2 separate regions of the Pelodiscus sinensis genome follow, and region 1 is linked to region 2. Evidence: chromatin contacts called from public Hi-C data. All regions are on one chromosome and are shown on one strand. Each heading gives the region's core, a stretch centred on a gene start, on an enhancer-like site or on the middle of the called end of the contact. The rest is flanking DNA. Distances are from core to core; before and after follow the strand shown. Region 1 holds the start of LOC102457124 (sterile alpha motif domain-containing protein 9-like). Region 2 holds the start of RNF135 (ring finger protein 135).

Region 1 (5,576 bases), core at 2,506-5,005, 370 kb after region 2:
CAAGGTAGCCAAAAACTACACATACGTGAATGGATCCACTAGGCAAGAAGAATGATTGGATCAGACATAATGGGTGTGTTTGGTATTTTCACTATGTCGCAGTGTACACATCAAATCATGTCAAACCAAGCTGATAGCTTTCTTTGATAGGATATTAAGCTTTCTGGAAAAGGGAGTAGTGGTGGACAGGGTATACCTAGACTTACGTTGGTAAAAATCTATACCCTCAAGTGATGCAGTTAGATCACTCTATCTCCCAGGCTACATCTACTCTGCAGGCTTCTTGCGCAAGAAGCCTTTTGCACAAGAGTTTTTGCATAAAAACGTGTTGTGCAAGAGCACATCCAAGATTTCAAAGCACATTGCAAAAGCGATGTGCTTTTGCACAAGACAGCATCCACACTGCATGGACGCTCTTGCGCAAGAAAGCTCTGATGGCCATTCACAGAACGGCCATCAGAGCACCTGTGCTTTTTCCCATAGGAGCGTCCACACTTTTGTTTCTCCTCTGGACCGTCCACACTTGCCTTTTTGTGCAATAGCTGTAGCGCAAAAGGGAGCTATTACCTACACCAGCAAAAGCCCCGTTCTGCCGTTTAACTGCTGATTTACTTGTGCAAAAGCGCATTTGAGGTGTGGACACTGCAAGTTTTGCACAAAAACCTTGCAGCGTAGACATAGCCCCAGTGCACAGCCCAGTGTCGACAAGAGGGCCTCTTGCTTGGACGTGGTTTCCGCTTCTCAGGGAAGGAGGCAGCTCTACTGACTGGAGGAGTTCCCTCCGCAGCTGCACAGAAGGAGCCATCAAGACACTGCAGCCTTTTACGTATGAACTGGGAATGCTAATTCCACTGCGGATCTGATCCCAAGCCTTGCGGTATGATGGGACCTGACTAGCCCTCTACAGCAGTGGTTCTCCAAGTGTGGTCTGACCATTTCACAGTGGGGCCATGAGCTCAGGGCATGACCCCCCCCCCCTCCCAGCAGGGAGCCTATGCTGGTTTCCAACCCCACAGCCATGCTGCCCCACCCCCACGAGGTTGATATGCCAGTGCTGGCTTTCTGCTGTGGGGGAGAGGAGAGCAAGCCACCCCCCGGGGTCAGATCCACCTTGCAGGGGAAGAAAGCAGCTCTATGCACCGCCACTTCGCCCCTCCCTCCCCCCAGGAAAGGCAGGGCAGGAAACCACTGGCCTGGAGGTTTACCCTGCTGCGCCCATTGTCCGGAATCATGGCCAAAGGGAGCAGCAGGGGATGGCACCTGGGAGCGATGGGCAGCACAGAGCCTGGTAAGCACCCCCGCCCCCAGACTGCATCCCTCCATCCCCTACCTGCACCCTCCTTCCCTCCCACACACGACCCCCTGCCCCCAACCTTCTGGCCAGACCCCGCCCCTATTTTGTCACCATGGCTGGCTGGCGGTTTGCACTGAGCGGCCTAAAAGTTTTGAGAACCGCTGAGCTAGCACTTAGGGAACGAACGTGAGTTCTGACCGCGCGGGCCACCAAGCGCCACAAGGGGGCAGCGGAGCGCAACAGCGGGACGCGTTTGCCGGGTGAGGGGCCCCGGAGGCTCCAGCCCCAGCGGGAGGGGGCAGAGAAAAGCCCCTTGATCCGAACAGCTGCCCCCGGGCCAGTCCCGCAGTGCCAGCCACGAGCAAGGCCCGGGGCGCGAGCCCCCCCCCCCGCCAAGGGCTGGTGCAGCAGAACAGGGAGTGGAGCGGGGCCTCTCCTCGGAGCCAGCCTGGCACAGTCGGGGGGGGGGGGGGATGAGATGAGCCCCCCCCTTTCCCCCAGCGCTTTGCTGGGGAGATGAGGCTAAACCTGGAGAAAGTCTATTCCCGTGGGGGGGGGGGTAGCGGGCTACGCCAAGGGCTGGTGCGGAGCGTGCGGACCCCCCCGGTTCAGCCGCTTTCCTGCCCAGAGAGCCCCCAGCTGGGCCCGGCGCTGGAGGGGGGGGGGGGGGAGGGAAACTCCGAGCCGAGTTCTCCCGCGACGCAGCGGGGAGGAGGGTGAAACCTCCAGCCGCCCGCCCAGTAACTGCCCCCGCCGGGCGGAGAGGAGCCCCCGCTGCCGGCACAGCCCGGCGCCCGGCTCACCCGCAGCCCAGGCTGCCTAGGGGCGTTGGGCACCGCCCTGCCCGCCCCGCACAGGGCCGGTGCCAGGGGTCTGGCTTCCTAGCGGAGTTGGGCACCGCCGCGCCCCGAGTCTCTCCGGTGCCAAACCCCCCGCAGCGAGGAGCCCAGCTGGGCGCTTTCACTTTCACTTCCCCGCCTCGGCTCTGCGCCCCGCCTGCTGCCCAGGGGGATTTCCCTGCTGCGCGTGGCAAACAGCGGCCCTGCCTCCTGCCCGCAGCACCAGCCCCTCACCTGCCCTAGTTTGCTCCTTCCCCCTCCCTGCGCTGCCTCTGTTGCTGGCCCGGGTAAACGCGGCCTCTGTGATGGCTGGGATTTGCCGGCTTGGGGCCTCTGCACGAGCAGTCTGGATTGAAACACCCCCCCCCCCTCTGTGATTTGAGCTTAGTGCTGCTCCCCCCCCCCCACGAACGTCCTAACTCTGCAACTACCTGGGTTGGTTGGCTGGTTTGTGCACACCCCTTCCCTCCCTCCCCTCTCCCCCACAGGGCAGATTGCCAGGGGTGCAGTGACATAGCGAGGGGGCAGTTGCTCTGGGCTCCATGCTAAGGGGGCACCAATTTAGTTTCCCTCTACTCCCACTGTCATTCCTCAAATCACCTCCTTACTCATTTAAATAAAGCATGTACCTTTTTTGTTTACCCCCCCCAAAAAAAACAAAAGACAAAACAACCCCAACTGCAGTTAAAGACAAGCACCACTGGGTATAGCTGCTAATCTACTACACATTTGAGAGCACTTGTGTGTGTCTGTCTGTCTGTTCAAGAACTCCTCCTAAATGGGAAGAGCTAGGACCACCAAATGCGATAAACAGCTTCCTCTTATAACTTAAAAGCCAGGTCAGGATTTGGTTGTGCTAGGGTAATGGGATGTGCCCGGAATGGGATTGCTTCTCATTAAACCATACGGAAGAGAGAATCACCAGGCAGGTGAGGGGGGGCTGCCTGGAGGTATGTCCCTCCCTCTATCCAGGACTGCTATTGTCAAACCTGGACATGCCCCAGCCAAGGGACGTGCTCCCCTCTCCCAGCTGTGCCTGCTGGAGCTGTAGCAGCCATAGAGAGGTGCTTCTCACCTGGCCCCAAGCTGTTGTGATGATAGAGGGCTGGGATAGTCCTCTCTCCCTGGGGCAGCCTGCCTACTGAACCCTTCACCCCAGCCTCACCCCAGCGTAATGAATTAAATTAAGCATGGACATTTTCATTTTATTTTCCAAAAGTTAAAAAATAATTGAGTTGAGGACCGGAGCAACGCTGGGTAAGTCTAGTAACATACACAGGGCATACAAGGGTTTCAATGTAACAAGCATATAAAGGTCCTGTTCACACACAGGTTTTTAGTCTCACTGTTACAATCTAATCCCATATTTAAATCAGTGTCTACACAGCCCATTATACACATGAGAGATTGTCACCATATTCATAAATTAAAAACCAAAATATTTAGCATCCTGTAAGTGCTGGCTTAGCAGTTACTCAAGCATCCAGCTTTGTTTACAGACAAACCCATGCACTCTTAAATATTACATGGAAAAGATTAGACTTACACTTTTATTTCATTCTGCCATTGGTCCTTCTCAGCTGTGAAATTTAGAGAATATAGTTTTCATAAACTAGTTTCACTAGTTTTACTTCTCAGCTGAGCCACAGATGTAGGCGTGGTCACCGCTGGTCCATTGCTATTGGTAAAATAGCTGCTAGGAGGAAGCTGTTACCAATTGCGCTGGCTCTGCTTTTCCTGTTGCTGCTTGTCAGGGTGCTTGGTTCAGCCTTTGTTATCTGAAACTCACCTTCTCTTTCAGACCCACTAGAGCAGTGGTCCCCAGCCTTTCGTGGCTGCCGGATGCCTTGGCGTTCGGGGTCAGGGCCGCTCATGCACCACACTTCCGGGTATGGGACCACGCATGTGCCCACGCATGTGCCGTGCACCCGGGGGGGGGGAGGCTGCCCACACGCCACGCACCCGGGACCGACACCACGCATGTGCTGCGTGCCGGGGGCAGGGCCAGCCCAGACATTTCAGCGGGTGCACATAAATGCCCCGGCGGGCGCCATGGTGCCCACGGGCACCGCGTTGGGGACCACTGCACTAGAGTCTCTACCTGCTGGTTATGGACAGGGTCGTCCCTAGAAGGGTGTCTGCCTCAGGCCCCGCTTTGTCTTTTCCTGCTCCACCCCCACCCCACCTTTTCCCACCCCTTCCTCAAAGCCTGCAAGACTGGGGTGGGCAAAATACGGACGATGGGCCAGGTCCTGCCTGCCAAACCACCAGATCCATCCTTCCACCATCCCACGACCCAGCAGGAGCCTCAAGCAGGCTCCTTGTCTGCTGTGCTCCCACATACCACTCAAAGCAGCTGGCTGCAGGGGCCATGTGCTTTTCAGCACCCTGCGTGCCCCAAGCCCAATCTCACAGCTCCCATTGGCTGGAAAGTGCCCATGCCTGCAGTGCAGGCAGCTCATGGAGGCCCCCCCTTCCCAAGGGGTGCATGGCATAGAGAGAAGCACAGGGCCCCTTTGGATGGCATGCAGGGGCGTGGCAATCAGGGAACCTGCTGAGGGTTCTGGCTGGGCTGCTGGCTGGGAGCCACCTAAGGTAATCTCCTCCTGGCCAGAGCCTGCATCTAGCACCTTCCTCTGTCCCAGGTCACAACCCAAGCTCTCTGCACCAGTGTTCCCTGTAAGCTTCAGGGCAGCACAGCTTCACGGGTGATTAATCAGCCCTGCCCAGTCAGAGGCTCAGGGCTCCTTGCACAGAGCTGATTGACTGGGTGGGGCTCATTAATCACCTGACAATGGTAGGGGAGGGGCTGTTGCTGGGGTATTGGAGGCTCTGCTGGGAGACGGGGGGCTGTTTTGGGGGGGCTGAAAGCAGAGCAGGCAGGGCTCAGCTGGCTGCAGGGGAGACGTGGGGGCGGGGGCCCAGGCCGACTGGCCTGAGGGATCCTTTGCTGTATTCAGAGCTCCATAGACTTCCTGCTAGGGACTAGCTGGGAGTCGCTCTGGGCTGGGGAGCAGGGCTGGGCTAGTCTCTCTGGGAGGGGCTCACGGCAGAGGCAGGCAGCTGGAGGCCCTGAGAGGTGCTGTCCCATAGGCGGAGAGGCAGACCCACTGGTGAGAGTGGCCCCCCCGAGAGGGTCACTGCACTGGAGTGGGCCCCTGAGAAAGGGTTGTCTCACTGCCGCTGGAGAGGGGGGATCCGCCCAGGAGCCAGGGGAGGCCAAGTGGGGAGTTCCCTTCGGAGGTTCCTGTGGGGGCTGGCTCCCCTGGAACGGCTCCCTCCAGCCGGCCTGTCTCTCTGCTTTGGCCCTAGGATGCCACCCCTGCCCCCTCCCCGGCCAGCCTCAGTGTGGGCAGGACCCCAACTGGCAGCAGCTTTACTAGTGGAAAACCTCCCTTTTCCCCCCGGACTCTGCCTAGCCCATGACGTGCCCGAGCCCTGGC
Region 2 (5,169 bases), core at 2,322-4,821:
TGCTTGGACTTGCTTACTCATGCTGAGATGCCGCAAGGATGTCAGCTTGGGCAGGGCAACTGCACGCTGATAAGGAACCCTCTTGGCTTGCCCAGGCTCCGAGGCCATGCCCTGCGACAGACTTTTGGGACCCTGGGTGACCAGGGAATTTCCCAGTTCCTCCCTACGCAGCCACCCAAAAAGGAGCCCAAATGGTCTGTGCGTCAGAGAGACAAACTTTCAGTCAAGTTTCTCGGACTTTTATGAAAGGAAACCACCTTCCCCAGGTCCTCCTGGGAGGTGGTGGGATGGGGAGGAGACAGGTCACCCCTCCCTCCTGCTTCTACGTCCAGCCACGCCTGCTTCACTGGGGGCTTTGAGGGGCAGTGGCAAAGAGCCAGCCGCATGTCCGCGTGGTCCCCCAGGCCGCGGGAGCCTCAGCTGGCCCATTAAGCTGCCGTTGCAGCCAAGGACGTGGCTCTCGGTGTCGCGCCTACTTGGTCATTACTCGTTCTGGATGTCACAAACCGTCTCTGTCTTGTTCACATTTCAGCAGAGGCCACTCTCGGGCAACACTGACCACCAGACCCGCTGACTTGGGTGCACGGTTTGAGGGGGAAGATAAACTCAGAGACACCAGCTGAGCGCTGTCTTTGCCTTTGTTTTCTGCCCCAGAAAGAGGGGAGCGAGGGATTGAATTTCCGGGGCCCAGCCAAAGGAGCCACGGTGACGGGTAGGATGTGGCCACCTTAGCAGTAGGAAGCAGACCAAGATAGCCACACTCAGTTAGGGTTGCCAGGTGTCTAGTATTTTCGCCTCCTGTCCAGTTAAAAAATTCAGACAATACCAGACACCTACAATGTCCAGTATTTTCGGATTTTTTTCCTGGCCAAGAGGCGAAAATCCTGGCTGCAGGTAGGGTTGCCAGGTGTCTGGTATTCACCCGGACAGTCCGGTATTTTCAGCTCCTGTCTGGTAAAAAAAAATTCAGAGAATACCAGACACCTAAAATGTCCAGTATTTTCTGAATTTTTCTCCGGCCAGGAGTCAAAAATGCTGGGCACCTGGCAACCTACAAACATTCAGTGCCCGGCTCCGAACACCCCCAGTCCCCCGACCCCAGCCCCCATGATTACCTGGTTCCCCAAGTCTGCCGGCACAAAATGGATGCCAGCCAAAAGGCCTAGGGGAAGCAATGTTTTTCTCTGGGTCTTAGTGCTCAACTTTTCCTATCCCTGCACTCACTTTTAAAGGGGACATGTTGTTTTAGTGCTGGGGTTTTTATTTTATTTTATTTTTTTGACTTAATAAGTCCTTGGAGTCTTTTTTTAAGCTCAACAACTTTGGTCTCCCTCCCTTTTTTTTCCCCCTTCAACAGAATTTTTTCCCGGTTTTTTTGGGGGGGGAGGGGGGTTGTTCGGTATTTTTGTTTCAACCATCTGGCAACCCTAGCTGCAGGGGAGCTGTCCAGCCCGGAGCAGGGAAATAAGATGGTGGACGGCTGCTGGCAGCCTGTTAGGGCCAAAAAGCCTCAAAAGTATCATTTCTTAAGGGGGCAAAGGAGCCACTTTTTTTTCTCAACAACTTTGGTCTCCCCCTTTTTTTCTCAACAGAATTTTTCCCCGGTGTTTTTTTTTTGGGGGGGGTGGGGTCAGTATTTTTGGTTAAACCGTCTGGCAATCCTACACTCAGTTCATGGGACTGTCAGCCACTGTTACGTTCAAAAAGCCTGCCATGGACTGCCCTGGAGCCCGCAACCAGGGAAAGAGAGCGCTGCATCCCAGTGTCAGGGCCTATGGGGAGGGCTTTCAAAAGGCTTAGCCCTGGCTCTGCTCCCACTGAAATCAGACCCACAGGTCTCAAACATGGGCCCGCAAGATTTTTAGGGGTGGCCACACTCCAGCCCTCCACCCACCAGCCAGCTGGCAAGAGGTTCCCTGAGACCCATGTATAAGGCTTCTCTCCTGAAGTCCAAATGGTAGAGTCCCAGGGCAAGTGATGACCCTACTTAAACCAGCCGTGGGACCAGGAAGCTGTCTGACCTGGGCTCTCCTCGGCTCCGGACTGCAGGCCTTGTGCTCCTCTGGCATCTGACTCACGGATCCCGACATCCAGTTTGTCTCCTGCCTTTGATCCACTGATACCCTGACCAAGCCTGAGTCCGGATCCCAACATACGGTTTGCTTCTGACCTCCTGGGTCCCAACTCCTGTCTCATGGCTGAGGGCTCTATTAGGTCTGGCTGCCCCTGGCCCGGATGTGACATCGTGGGAGTTTTACTATTGACTCTAGTAGGAGCAATGTTATGCCAGTACTGAGCACCCAGCCTACGGGCATATCCTAATGCGGCGGGGAGGGTGCACCCTATCTCTGGTTGGCTTCAGCGGATTCTCAGACTCTCCCAGGAGATGTCCCATGGGTTCAAAGAAGAGAATCACCCCCTTTTGTTACAAGTGGCACGAAGTCCCTTAGCTGTTCTGTACATTTGGATAACAAAATCCACAGACTATGGCAAAATAAAAGACAGTTTTGACCTGCTCTGACTGCCTATGTAATAACAATAGTGAGGATTCCCCATGCAGCCACCTTCATCCCAGGATCTCAACTCTGACTCCTTATGGCACCTGGGCAATCTGGCAGGAAAGAGAGGGAAAGGCCAAGTTTTGTCAAAAGCAAGGACAGATCTGGGGCATCCCGTCTGAGACAGCATTCAGAAGCACAGGGCACTTGCAATCCAGATCAGTTCAGTTGGGACGATGGGATGAGACACTCTTGACAATCAGGCCTATGTGGGGCCTACCAATCAGAGGCCATTTCTGACTTGCCGTTAGGCCCACAGTGCCAGAACTGGGGGCAGGACTCCGAGGCCAGACGCCCAGGGCCATGTGGCAGTGTTTTATACCCACTCTGCACCCGTGTCAATCAACGTCGGGCAACAATGAATTGGACCTCTCGTCCTCTCCTCTGACCACTGAGGAACACTCCTCTCACCAGGGGAGCTGACAGCCTCCACAAGTCCTTGGGCAAGATATGGGGGTGTGGTTTCATGTCCCCCAGAAAGGGAGGAGCCTCATGAAAAAGGGGGAGGGGCTCAGGTGGAAGGGGCGGGGCCAGAGCAGCCAGCCCTCAGAGCTGCACAGAGCATGCCCTTCAGCTCTCCAGCAGCGATGTCAAGGGCCAAGGACTTCAGGGGCTGCTGCACTAGCAGTGGTGGTAGCCGGGAGCCCCAGGTCCCTTTGAATCACCAGACCTGCCGCTTACTGCTTTGGATGGACAAGTTCAGAGGTCTGGTCCAATCAAGCAGCCAGATGTCTGGGTGGTTTTCTTTGTATCTGGACTGTTTTCATCTGCAGATCAGGCTGGAAAGCTTGCAAGCAGAATGTATGGTGAGGCTGCCTGCACTTCCTGCTCTGGGCCTGTGTGACAGGGCGCCTGCCCTGCACTGGCCCTTTAAGACCAGGATTCAGGCCCTGAGCTGGGAACAGAGAGGCCAGCTGAAGCTGTTAGGGCTAGTGAGAGCCCAGCTGGCAGCTATGTAGTGCAGCACAGTTGGCTTGGAGAGGCTAGCTGAAGCCGTTAGGGCGAGTGAGAGCCCAGCCAGCAGCTATATAGAGAAGCACAGTTTGCTTAGTGGGGGGAGCTAGTGAAGGGCTGACTGCAGAGGAAGTAGGAGCTCCCAGGAGGGCAACCAGCTGGGGATAGCCAGCTAGGGCTGGGAGAGGGCCAGCCAAGACTCCCCCTGGCTAGGGGCCGGAGGCAAGGCCCAGGGTTTGGAGGCAGATCACAATGCAGCCTGGGTAAGCGGGGCAGTAGAGATAACCCCAATGCCAATGATGAGCAACCCGTACAGACTGTAGCTTGCCCTGAGAGGGGCTAGATGAGGACAGTCAGGGGGCACTGAGGCACGATGGGGGGCCTGCACCCTGACAGACAGCCTTCCTGAAGCACCCAAAGTAGCTCACTCTTCCTGCTGAAAAAGGTGCCTGGGGATGAGGGAAAGATTTCAACAGAACTTTGCTGCATCTCAGAAAAAACGGTTTGGGCTGGAACTTCATTGTATTTAATTCAACGAGTTCATCATCCTTCAGCCTTAAGCAATCTGCTTCTCTAGCTCCCACCTTGCAGGAGGAGCTGCTTCTGCCTCTCCAGGAGGCCTGATGAGTCATGCTGGTTTCAGTTCACCCTTTTATTCAAAAATCTTTTAAAAGGCTCATCCTGTGTCCAGTGAAATCAGCCCCTGGTTGATTCGAATGGTGTTGGTTCAGGCCTGGATCAGTTTTGCACCACACTGTTTTATGTCCCCTGATTTTTGTGCTGAATTTAACCAAACTAAAGAGTGTGAGGTCAAACCAGAAAACCTCTGATTTCAGCCCAGAAGGAACCAATAAATAGATCATCTAGGGAAAATGCAGGCTGCAGAATTTCACCCAAGAAAGTCTCATGTGCTACCAACAATGCCGATTCCCAAGAATTTTGGTCCATGCTGCACCTGATTTCTGGGGAACCAGAAGATCTGTTGTATCACCAGCTGTCATGGGTGTTTTGTTATGAAACCAGGCAATTCACTCTCAGAAAACGAACGAATGAATGTTGAGTTTCAATACACATTTTGTTGGACCTCAACATTTTTTTTTTGCCAGGTTGGTTTCATGTTTCTGTTCAAAATCATCTTTAGTCTGAACCAAAGCTCCAGATCAGAACTCTCCAGAACTTTGGGTCAGGTACTGGCCTTAGGCTACACTCCAATTAGAGGTGTGATTGCAGCGTGTGTAGCTAAAAGTTGTAAAAAAGACAGCAGCATCAGCTTCAGACAGGGCTAGCAATGTGAGTCCATACCTAGGGACTTGTACAGATTAAAGCTAGGGGGGTATGCCATCTGACCTGCAATCAGCTGTGGAGACATAATCTTTGTGTCTCTGACCCCTGTCTACAGGGCCGTCCTTAACCATATGCATTATATGCAGCTGCATAGGGCATCTGAAAATTTGGGGCACCACTGGGTCTCAATGTCTCCCCACTCATTTCTTTTTATCCCTGTTCTGTGGTTCTGCTTCCTCCGGAGGGGATCTAGTTACCAGTGAAAAAGCCTGCCAGAGCTATTAGCAGACCACTGAATCCATGACAGAGCCATTCGATTGGTAATGAAGTCATGTAACAGGCATTGGCTGTGTATACTGTTTCTGAATTTACT

The links. A called contact is a pair of places that touch in the nucleus more often than the background predicts.
Region 1: a Hi-C map of blood shows a contact between it and region 2, with 5 times the contacts expected there. The contact joins the promoter of LOC102457124 here to the promoter of RNF135 in region 2. A contact is called at or near these places in 3 of 5 Hi-C or Micro-C datasets (blood, liver and an unstated tissue).

Annotation. Positions count from the first base shown.
Region 1 is chr20:20,314,797-20,320,372 of ASM4963464v1, forward strand. LOC102457124 (sterile alpha motif domain-containing protein 9-like) reads right to left here and starts at 3,756. Exons shown (of 4, transcript XR_012896892.1): 1 at 3,680-3,756.
Region 2 is chr20:19,942,723-19,947,891 of ASM4963464v1, forward strand. RNF135 (ring finger protein 135) reads left to right here and starts at 3,572. Exons shown (of 7, transcript XM_075903862.1): 1 at 3,572-3,775.